Linked DNA regions of Mus musculus: region 1 is linked to region 2. Evidence: chromatin contacts called from public HiChIP or PLAC-seq data. All regions are on one chromosome and are shown on one strand. Each heading gives the region's core, a stretch centred on a gene start, on an enhancer-like site or on the middle of the called end of the contact. The rest is flanking DNA. Distances are from core to core; before and after follow the strand shown. Region 1 overlaps Gm51489 (a long non-coding RNA gene). Region 2 overlaps Akap13 (A kinase (PRKA) anchor protein 13).

The links. HiChIP or PLAC-seq counts read pairs in DNA pulled down with a chosen protein or histone mark.
Region 1: a contact with region 2 is called in an H3K4me3 HiChIP or PLAC-seq map of pro-B cells, with 4 times the contacts expected there. The contact joins two enhancer-like sites. A contact is called at or near these places in 5 of 484 Hi-C or Micro-C datasets (the Ba/F3 cell line, the N1E-115 cell line, embryonic stem cells and 2 more) and 3 of 115 datasets of contacts at active chromatin or transcription factors (the SCID.adh cell line, large pre-B cells and pro-B cells).

The regions. Positions count from the first base shown.
Region 1 is chr7:75,824,431-75,830,194 of GRCm38.p6, forward strand. All of the region lies in intron 1 of Gm51489 (a long non-coding RNA gene), which reads left to right. Among named protein-coding and RNA genes, the nearest start is that of Gm51489, 4.8 kb to the left of the region's middle. Within about 2 kb of position 3,656, at least 36 of the 459 cell types and tissues checked have an H3K27ac peak or open chromatin away from gene starts, as enhancers often do. A contact at or near this core is called in the Ba/F3 cell line and pro-B cells, where this site is marked.
Region 2 is chr7:75,584,523-75,590,453 of GRCm38.p6, forward strand. It overlaps Akap13 (A kinase (PRKA) anchor protein 13), which reads left to right. Exons shown (of 37, transcript NM_029332.1): 5 at 1,635-1,818. Among named protein-coding and RNA genes, the nearest start is that of Akap13, 130 kb to the left of the region's middle. Within about 2 kb of position 1,744, at least 178 of the 459 cell types and tissues checked have an H3K27ac peak or open chromatin away from gene starts, as enhancers often do. A contact at or near this core is called in the Ba/F3 cell line and pro-B cells, where this site is marked.

The DNA.
Region 1 (5,764 bases), core at 2,406-4,905, 240 kb after region 2:
GGTTTGAACTCAGGACCTCTGGAAGAGCAGTCAGTGCTCTTAACCACTGAGCCCATGCTTCATCTTTGGATGAGGAAATCTTATTGAATACCAGGGTCTTCCCTAGAGGCTTCCGTGGGCTCCATTAATAGATCTCCAGTGTTACAGCTCCATTGTCAGAAGGGAATGCAGGGATATATTCAAAGCTGATTTTGGACAAGACTGCCAATACTCTAGCGGTCAGGCTGTGTTAATGGTCCTTAAATAAATCCCCACCCCAAGTAGAACTTGGTAGTGTGAAACCTTGACTATCTTGCGTACACCATCTGTGCTCTTATTTTGAAGGAGGAGTAGGGAAAGGGGCGGCTCAGTGAGGCTGTTCCAGACAGCAGGTTACAAGGTGGCCATCTAGTCTCTTGGCTTCAGAACTGAAGAACAATGCCATTGCTCTTAAACTTGTCAGGATTATTTTCCCCAAAAAGTTGCTTCTGGATCCAGCATTCACACCTAAGACCCTCTTTGGCTACTTTGGAATCACTTAGCCCAGCTGTGCAGGGACAGCACAGCAGCCTGCCAGCTTCCCATCAGACAACAACTGCAGTTCACCCCACGTAGTCTTCTGTCTGGACTGGCCTCTGCAATCATCTCAAAGTTCCCTCTCTGCTATTAAAAGCAAAGAACTGAGGTCCAGAGTTAGAAGACTTGCTTAATGCAAGCAGAGTAGATAGAGATGGGGATCAAACCCAGGCTTTTCTGAGGCCAAATGCCCACACATTATGACTACGACATGTTGCCTCACAAAAATAGAAAGTGCTCGTGAGTTTCTGTCATCTCTGCTCAGGGACCACACATGCCAAGTTTTTTCTTGCATTGCTTCAATTTGAATGTATGCATCATCAAACAAGTACATATAAAAATGTACATTCTTGACTATGGTAACCTAATCCTTTACTAATGAAATCTGTACAATTCACTATAATCAAAAGCTGGTCCGATTCTCCTATATCATCCCTATCAGGCTGTCATTCCCTGACAAGGACTGGTCAGCCTGTTTTCATTCCAGGACAATATCTGACAGAAATAAGGGATGGATATATGGTAGTTAGATCACTGGTTATGCAAAATGTGCCCTCTGGGAGGACATGAATTTATTTAATAGCTTAGTCTTGTAGGATTTAAAATACCAGAGAACACAGAGGGTATGGTCGTTGGGAACTGAATTTGTAGGACCTCTGCTCGCTCTGGTCATTCCTGCTCGCTCTGGGCCCAAAGATTTATTATTATACATAAGTATACTGTAGCTGTCTTTAGATGCGCCAGAAGAGGGCATCAGATCTCATTACGGATGGTTGTCAGCCACCATGTGGTTGCTGGGATTTGAACTCAGGACCTTCGGAATAGCAGACGGTGCTCTTACCCTCTGAGCCATCTCACCAGCCCCTTTTTAGCTTTTCTTACCTTTAGGGATTTTGTTGTTTTATATATGTCTGGTTGTTGGTGGATTTAATAAAGTCAAAGCTTCAAAAATATGTCATGGGCTGATGAGATGGCTCAGCGGTTAAGAGTACTGACTTCTCTTCCAGAGGTCCTGAGGTCAAATCAGCTACAGTATACTTAACATATAATAATAAATAAATCTTCGGGCTGGAACGAGTGGGGACGAAGTGAGCAGAGGTCCTGAGTTCAATTCCCAGCAACCACATGATGGCTCACAACCATCTGTACAGCTACTCATATACATAAAATAAATAAATCAGTCTTAAAAAAAAGTATGTCAGTCCAGCACTCAAGAGGTGGAAGCAAGAAGATCAGATATATCACATTTAGGTTTGGCTGGGCAGTGGTGGCGCACGCCTTTAATCCCAGCACTTGGGAGGCAGAGGCAGGCGGATTTCTGAGTTCGAGCCCAGCCTGGTCTACAGAGTGTGTTCCAGGATAGCCAGGGCTACACAGAGAATTCCTGTCTCAAAAACAAAACAAAAAACAAAACAACAAACAAACAAAAACCTAAACAACCCCCAACCCCCAAATCAGAAAACAGGTATCTAAATTGTTATGCCCAGTTCATGAGAATCTCAGGAGACTGCCAGGAATTGCAAGTCCAAGAGAGAGTCTTTAGTATATGAGTCTGACCCAGATTGCAAGCCTTTCCTGGTTAGGAGTGTGATGATCCAGTCTAGGGGCTTGAGAAGCTTGATAAACACACACACACACACACACACACACACACACACACACACACACAACATACACACACACACACACACACACACACACACCGTACACACACACCATACACACACACACACACACACACACACACACACACACACACACACACACACATATATGTATGCATAAGCTGGGATTATCAAGCTTTGGTGTTACATGACATGATTGGGGAGGCGGTGAAGGAATGCTATCTTTCAAACCTGATAACATTTGTTTAGACAGCAGGGTGGACTGCGCAGCTGGACAGGGGCCTTCCTGACCTGGGAAAAAGAAACTCACTCCATTATCAGAGGCTGGTGCATTTTTGCAAACTGGTCTCAGCTGTCTGGGAACACTTAATTGCCTCTTTCTCATAGTCCAAGAGTGGGCTTTTTATCACTTCAAGGATATTGGCTCCTGCTTCCTTCAAGGGCAGGAGCCATCTGTACCACAGAAATGCTGATTTTTACTCACGGGAGGGAAGGGGGTGCTGTCATGAAAGAGGGATTGTAATATTCGGGGACCAGGCCGTGCTCCCATTTGTCGGCCCTCTCCAAGGGCCCGAGGCATCTATGCTGGGAAAAAGGTGTGTTTGTGTGTGTGTGTGTGTGTGTGTGTGTGTGTGTGTTTGTGTGGAGGGGAAGTAGTGCTAACTGCTCTGTCTCCATGCAGGGACAGGAGAGTACTGGATTTCATGAGCAGAAATGGGTGTATGTGTGTGTCTCTGTGTCTCTTTAAAATCAAATAACGTGTCCCAATTTGCAATCATAAATTCTTATCAATTTTCAAAATTAAAATAAAATTGAACATTAATCCTCTTACAAGTCAAGAACCTAGTGTGGTCCAGTAAATAGAATACTAACAACAAGAACAAGAAGAGGCAAGCCAAGGATGACTCAGCAGGTCAAGGCACCTGCCACCAAGTCAGATAAGCTGAGGTTCAAGGCCAGGATTCCCTTGGTAGAAGGAGAGAACCAGTTCCCTCAAGTTGTCCTCTATCTTCTACATATGTTTGTGACTCATGCACAATGATACTTAGTAACATTTAAAAACAAAGGGGGGGGGGGCAGGGCTGGAGAGATGCCTTAGCAGTTAAGAGCACTGGCTGCTCTTCCAGAGGTCCTGAGTTCAATTTCAAACAACCACGTGGTGGCTCACAACCATCTGTCCTGGGATCTGATGCCCTCTTCTGGTGTGTCTGAAGATAGTTACAGTGTACTCATATACATAAAATAAATGAACAAAACCAAACCAATCCACTTGTCTTAGAACCTAAAGTAACTTCTAAATGACTCGGATCCTCCGCACCTCAAAATTCAAGAGGAGAGGCCATGCGTGCACGGTCCAGAGCAGCCTGCAGGAGAAAATGGTATCTGTTCTCACCCGCTGTTCTGCAGTATCTCAGCAGCTCTCTCATGGACTTTGTGCCCTCCAGGATCAAAATGGTAAAAGGCTGCTACTTCCTGTTCCCCCGCCAGAGGGCAGTGAATGAAGAGAAACCGTAAGCCATGGAGCCCTTAGTGAAGAGAGTGCCTGGTAAAATGGCTCAACGGGGAAAGGTGCTCACCTCGCAAGCTGAGTGAACGGGCCTCCATCCCTGGAACTCACAGAAAGAGGGAAAGCAAGCAAGCAAGCAAGCAAGCAAGCAAGCAAGCAAGCAAGCAAGCAAGAACCCCCGCAGAGTTTCCTCTCATCTCTGCACGCACACCATGGGATGAGTGCCCACACATGAGGGAATCATGCACACACAGAGAACAATGTTTGGTTAATTAATAATTTAAAGTAGTTTCTTCACTGAAATTAAGACTCAGATTTTGGCAGTGTTTTGCAAGGTATGGAGCCTGGAAGAGAGACAGCTGTGAAGGACAGTCCCAACAAAGAGCATGATGTTCACCAGGACATGCTAGAAAGATGTCAGGCCCGGCTCAGAAATGCTTGGTACAAAATGGAGAGTGATTCGAAGTAGAAACTGTTAAAAAAAATGGTTTTCCTTTTTTTGTTTTGTTTTGTTTTTTCAAGACAGGGTTTCTCTGTGTAGCCCTGGTTGTCCTGGAACTCACCAGGCTGGCCTTGAACTCTGAAATCCTCCTGCCTTTGCCTCCCAAGTCCTGGGATTAAAGGCGTGCGTCACCACTGGCTGGCAAAATATTTTCAATAAGTAGAAAGAGCGTCCTCTGGCCACTTTCCCTCACTACACACAGACCTGAGGAAGTCACTTCTCTGGGCAAGCAGCTGAATAACATGACTCTTTTGAGCAGTGGTGGCTCAAACATTTTTTTTTTTAAGATTTATTTATTTATTATATGTAAGTACACTGTAGCTGTCTTCAAACACTCCAGAAGAGGGAGTCAGATCTCGTTACGGATGGTTGTGAGCCACCATGTGGTTGCTGGGATTTGAACTCCGGACCAGCAGTCGGGTGCTCTTACCCGCTGAGCCATCTCTCGAGCCCCATGGTTCAAATTTTTAATCTCAGCACTTGGGAGGCAGAGGCAGGCGGATCTCTGAGTTTGAGGTCAGCCTGGTCTATAGCGTGAGTTCCAGGACAGCCAAGGCTACACAGAACCCAGTCTCGAAAAATAAAAACAAACAAACGGTAGAGAATTGTTGGTGTGATAAAGGAAAATAGAAAGCAAGAACCATCTGTGTGTTCTTCACAAGAAACACTCCTTATATGTAAAGACAAGTGGAAATCAGTGGGTGGGAGGGCTTGAAGGAGTAGCTCAGGGTAGAGGGCTTTCCTAGCAAGAGCAATATGGGCTTAATTCTCAGTGTTTCTGGGAAGGAAGAAAGGAGTGGGGAAGGGAAAAAAGAGGAATGGAGGGAGAGCAAATGATCAAATGGATAGAATAGCTAGGTTTTGTGGCATATGCCTACAGTCCCAACTACCAGGGAGGCTGAGGTAGGAAGACCACTTGAGCCCATCAAGTTAAAGACCAAACTAGGAGAGATGGTGAAATCCCACATTAGAAAAGGAGAAAGCTGGCTGGGCGTGGTGGCACACACCTTTAATCCCAGCACTCGGGAGGCAGAGGCAGGCGGATTTCTGAGTTCAAGGCCAGCCTGGTCAACAGAGTGAGTTCCAGGACAGCCAGGGGTATACAGAGAAGCCCTGTCCCGAAAAACAAAAAAACCCAAACAAACAAAAAAAAAAAAAACAAAAAAAAAAAAAAAAAAAAAGAAAGAAAGAAAAGGAGAAAGCCGGGCTGGAGATGGCTCAGCGATTAAGAGCAGTCAGGTGCTGAGTTCAAATCCCAGCAACCACATGGTGGCTCACAACCATCTGTAATGAGATCGGATGCCCTCTTCTGGTGTGTCTGAAGACAGCTACAGTGTACTTATATACAGTACATAAAGTAAATAAATAAATCCTTAAAAAAAGAGAAGAGAAGAGAAGAGAAGAGAAGAGAAGAGAAGAGAAGAGAAAAGAAAAGAAAAGAAAAGAAAAGAAAAGAAAAGAAGAAAGCCCAGCGTGGTGGCCCATGCCATTAATCACAGCACTTGGAAGTCAGAGGCAGGTGGATCAATGAAGATGAGCCTGGTTTATAGAGTGAGTTCCAGGACAGACAAGGCT
Region 2 (5,931 bases), core at 494-2,993:
TTCTCTGGTTTCTTGTGGGAGTAAGGTTTAGTTCTTAAGAATCCTGAGAATCAAACCCAGCCCCCATGTTTGCTCAGCAAGTGTTCTGTTCTTGAGCAGTCCCCTGCACCCCTGCCCCATCCCTGAAGCATTGATTTTAGTCTCCATTTGTGCTTGAACACATAGCAAATCTTGAGTTGATCCATGCATAAATAGGATTTGGGAGAGAAACATGAAAGACCATTTGCTTTTAATGAAATTTATATTGGTCACAGGCAAGTGACATTAGGAAACAGTGAGTTCGGGACTGGATAAATATCTCCGTGATTAAGAACTGGTAGAGGACCTGCGTTCAGTTCCCAACACTCAAGTCAAGGTGCTCACAGCTCCCTGGAACTCCAGCTCCCTCTTCTCTCAGATACTGCACTGTCGTGAAAAGTCCCCCAGCCCCAAAGAAATGAAATCTCTTTTTAAAAATTATTTTTAAAAAATGCACCTCATTGTTCACTCCTGTTGTGATATTCACATATAGAAGAATCTGACAAAAGGAAAACACTAGGTTCATCCAAGAAGTCTAGAATGCTTTGGCCCTAGGACCTGCCCTCACACAAGACAATGAGCTAGGAAAAGGGTGTTGCTAGTGAAGTTAGCATGTACTTCGAAGCCCAAGAACAGGGCCAGAGGCAGAGAAAGGGTGAAGGACCCTACAGCCAGGCGTTAGTCTAGCATTTCACCTACCCTTCTCTGTTACAGCAGCTCTCAGTGAGGGGATGGTGGCTTGCTCACGGGAATATGAAAGTGAAGCTCTGAGAAGCAAGTGAGCCATGCCTAGTCACTTCTATGATTAAGGCCAGGCCTGGACCCACTTTTGCCTGATCTGAAGCCCTTTCTTGTCCTACCCACACTCTTAGTGACCCAGTATGCCAAGAAGGATCCCTCATTTCTAGTGAACTCAGCCCAAGCACTTGTTTTCTCGCCGAAAGTTATTAGTGTAGTCTTACAGTTCATCCCATTGTACCTGAAGATTCATTTCGTTTTCTCATTAAGCAAACACAAGGTTGGTAGTGCCAGAAATTCGATATGCCCTTAGTGTGAGGGACTAAAGACCTGTATGTACTTAACAAGTCTAACCTGTTTGTAGTGTTTAACTAGCCAATTCCTGTCTGAGCGTTCTTTAAAAAGTAATTATACCCTTCAGATTATACCCATTTGAGTCCTGAAAACTGTTCACCTTAGATCCAAGGAACTGCATTTACTTCTATTATTGTTGTCGTTTTTTTGTTTTTGTTTTGTTTTTGGTTTTGTTTGTTTGTTTGTTTGTTTGTTTTTTAATGGAAGGAGCATAGTGGGGACACCTGTATTAACCTCTCTGAAAAAGCACAGCTATGGCTTGGTTCTCTATGTGCGTATTTGTCTGCTGTTGAAGATTTTGTGTCACAATTTTTTTCTAGCTTTATTTTTGCCTTTACTTGAAAGGCGATTTTTACCTGGAATAAAGTTGTTGGCTGCATGTTACAGATGACCTTCACGGTGCTAGATACTTGAAGGCAACAGTGTGTCTGCCTAGACTGGTCTTCTATTGCCAGTGGGGTTTGGCTCTTTGTTGGTGGTGGTTGTTACAGGCTTTAATTTTCATGCTCTTCCCCCGTTCACAGACGGTGGCCCTCGGGAAACCCTGATGCACTTTGCTGTGCGGCTGGGACTGCTGCGGTTGACATGGTTCCTGTTACAGAAGCCAGGTGGCCGTGGAGCTCTCAGCATCCACAACAAGGAAGGGGCAACGCCTGTGAGCCTGGCACTGGAGCGAGGTTATCACGAACTTCACCAGCTTCTGACTGAGTGAGTGTCTCTTCCCGGTCCCCTCTTGTCAGTCTCCACCCCACATTTCAGAGCAGTACAGCCCACTGGCTCTGCACCTCGCCTGTGCTGCAGGAGGGCTGGAAGCTTGCTCCTGCCAACTGCTTCGTTGTAGGAGCCCCGCGTGAGTCATGTTACCACTTTTCTTTCTCTTGTCTCTGTTTTCACTGCTTCTTGCCACTGTCTTTTATTGAGAACGCAATGGCATCTTGTCCGTGGAGGTAGTGTAATGTTACTAATGTATAGATTATATGACCGAGTAGAGGAAGAAACAAGTTTTCCTGTGATACGTTTTGTTTTTTTCCTGTAATGTCTTCAGGACATGAACAAGATAATTAGAAGTTAATAGTTAGGTATTGTAATTGTATATAAAATATGGTAAAAGTTGAATTTTGGTTTGAATGCGATTTCTGTGCATAAAGTTAAGAGAAGTAGTTTCTTATGAGTACAGTTAAAAGCAGTTACATTGTTGTAGAAGTATGCAGTAGGAAATCCTGTTTGTCTTTGGGGTCAGTTCTGTGTTTCTTTAAAGCCTCCTGTGGAGGAAGACTACTAGTCAAAACATTGAAGAATGTGTTTTTCCTTTATAAATAAAGGAATAAATGCTTGACAGTAGCCAATGCTTCTTCGTTGGAATATTTTCTTGCTTAGTATATTTTTACTAGTTTTATGATCATGATTTTTCTATCATGTGAGCCAAAACTGTATTGGTTCCCTGTTTCTCCTATTGAGGGATCCTTGTAAACTCAGGCAGTATTTCCAGAGTCCCACATATTATCCTTTGCTTGAGTCAAACTTCATGTAGTTGGATATCCATGTCATTGTTAATCACATGTGAACAAGGTAATCAGGAAGGACCAGGACGAGGACTCTAGAATTTAAGACAGCTTACAGTTATATAAGCGGAACTCTTTTTGTTGTTGTTGTTGCTCCTGTTGTTTGTTGCACTTGCTGGGCTTATAGCTTTCCCAGTCAAGCCAGGCAGAAACGTCGTTGCAGACAGCTTTGCAATGAGAGGTGCTGAGATGCAACAGTGGAAAGAAGGGCACTCTTCATCTTGGATGAGCTTTGGACACCTGAGCTCTCACATTCCAGAATGTAGTCTATTCTGTTCCTCCATGCTTACCTTCTGGCCTGTGATCAGTTTCATTCTGTGGTTTGCCTCATGGTTTCAGAGAGGGCTGCATTGTTCTAAAAATTAAAACAATTAACTCAGAACAGCTATTACTATTTTCAAAGGCAGTTCCTCCGGATTTGATGTTACAGCTGGGTGTTTGCTGGGAAGTGGAGCTTGTTATGGACTGCCGTCCAAATGGGGAAATAAGGTGGTTGCAACAGCTTCATTATATGTTTAGACCTGGGTGTCACAAGATGGTTATTGTAGCATGATTTGAAATTTGGGATATAATTATTCTTGGAGATTTTTACTTTAAAACTGAAGGTCACTAATGATTCATCTTACAGGGGAAGGTGAGGGGAAGTCCAGCCGAGAGATGAAGTAGAGGATGGTGTTGAGAGCATGCGCGCTTACTGCAGGTGCCTCTGCCTTAGTGAATTCCTCTGGGTAGTCACTGGTTTAAAGCCAAGGAAAGTGCTGAGTCACAGCTGCCCAGAGAAAAAGTAGATGTGGTTCTCCTTATTCTCTGTCGTAGTTGAATACCAGTAGGCTTTGCTAGAATTTAGCCATGATGGTAGGTCGGGAGAAATCATTTTTTTCTCTGTGTTGTGGGACTCATTCTGTCTGTCTGTCTGTCTGTCTGTCTGTCTGTCAATCTGTCTCTGTGTCTCTCTTGTATTGTACTCTTTTGGCCAAATTTGGTTACATAACTCACAGTGTTATATAACTATCACTACTATCGATTTCTAGAACCTACCATGAACTCACATAGGAACCCTGTACCCATGAAACACTAGCTCTGTATTCACTCTGTCCCCACCCCCTGGTAACCTCTGTTCTTCTTTCTTTCTCCAAGAATCCCCATTCTGAATACCTCACATAAGCAGAAGGTAGAACATTTATCCTTCCACACCTAGTTTCTTTAATATCATGTAATATCCTTAAGATTCAACTGTCAGGTGAGCATGGTAGCACACAAATTGAATTCCAGCACTTGGGAGGCAGTGGATCTCTATGAGTTTGAGGCACCCTGGTCTATATAGGTTGCTCTAGAATAGCCAGGGCTATGTAGAGAGACCCTAGCTCAAAACCAAAAATGATTCAGCTGTGTTATCAGAATAATGTTATATATTTTAAGATTCCAAAAGAGATTTAAATGTTCTCATAATGGATAAGATGATGGGTATGTTAAGGGGGTTGATTTATACTGTATATACCTGTCAAAATAATCACACCATAAGTATGCAGGGTTGTTTTTTTGTTTTGTTTTGTTTTTAATGTCAGTTTTTTAAAGGCCCAAATAAAGTTAAAAGGCAGAAGAGAAGTAACCTGAATTTTGGTCAACAGATGAATAAACAAAGTGTGTACATTAGAGAGGAATCAGGCAAATTAACTGGACTATGGTAAGAGGTGGTAAGTCTGAAATGAGTGACAAATCTCTTAACAGACTGTTCATTGCTCTTTCTGCTTGTGGGGTCCTTGTGGGAGTCTGAGGGGGAGATCTGTACTCTTTCAAATACAGAGAACGTACGGACTTTCCTGAGGAAAGGGTTTGTTTTAGAAGACTCATTCGTAAAAGTTTTTTTGAAAGTTAAGAACTGCCGACTCACATCTCTCCAGTATGTACTAAAATCATTAGATATTGGATGACTTGCCTGTCTTTCCCTCACATTTTAATTTTCTTCCTCATAGGTCTGATTCATGCTGTCTCCTTCTCTGTCCCTCATTCTTTTTCTTTCCCCTTCCTTTTGTGGTACTGAGGGGCTGAGCCCAGGGCTTTAGGAATGGTCCACTTGTACCTTTTACTACTGAGCTGCACTCTTAGCTCTTTGGGGCATATATGTAGAATACTTACCAATGGAGGGCAGAGGCCAACACAGGGTGACTTCCTCTATTGCTCCACCTGAAAGGTTTTTGTTTTGTCCTAAAACAAGAGCATTGTTTGGTTGGTTGGTTGGTTGAATGGTTGGTTGGTTTTAGCTAGACTGCCTGAGCAGCACCCTGATTCTCTTGTCTCCACCCCCTAGCACTAGGGCGATGTGTCTAGTCTACCATGGCTAACATTTTATGTGGGTGCTAGAAATAGGAACTCGGATCTTTTGCTTGCACAAGTACATGACTGAAACATCTCTCAGCCAAAGCCTACCTCTTTCATCACATCTCTGAGGAGGGGTTATGCACCTACGAGAAAAAAACCAAACAACTAAATAGCTATTTACCTTCTAGTCTATGATGGTTACTGTAATTGTCAGCTTGACAGACTCTCCTATCACCTCCAGATGGGTTTCTGGGCATGTCTAGGTAAGATTATCTTGACTGAATTTATTGAGGTAGGAAGGACGCCCACTGTAGGTGGCCCCGCTCCCTGGCTGGGTCTTAAACTGTGTAAGTGGAGAAACGAAGCTCTGTTTCCTGATCGTGAATATAGTATGACCAGCTAGTTGATGCTTCTGCTTCCTTTACTTCCCGGCCAAGATGGGCTGAAACCTGTGAGCCAGAGTAAATCCTTACGTTGTTTTTGTTTGGTTGTTTGTTTTTGTTTTTGGTTTTTTTTTAAAGCAACAGGAAAATAGATTGTAAAGGATTCTTTACAAAGATCTTCTGAACAAAAGTAAAGGTATAACAATGACCACCAAGATAGTACCATCCCAAACATCCTTCCCTTAATGATGGACAATGGATGGCCTGGGTGATGTTGTTTGCAATTATATCATTCATAGAGGCCTAAGGGCACACAATGGCCACATGACATCATTTTGTACTTGCAAATCATTTCACATTTCAGGTCAGTTCCCATATCGCAACTCATTCTTAATAGAATTTTTGTGTTCATTCAATCAGTTTTATATCTTAAATTTTTAAATTATTTCTTAAAGATTTATTTTATGTGTATTAATGTTTTGCTTTTATGTATCTATGTGCACTAACTACTTGAATACCTGGTGCCCATGGAGTTGAGAAGAGGGCATCAGATCCCC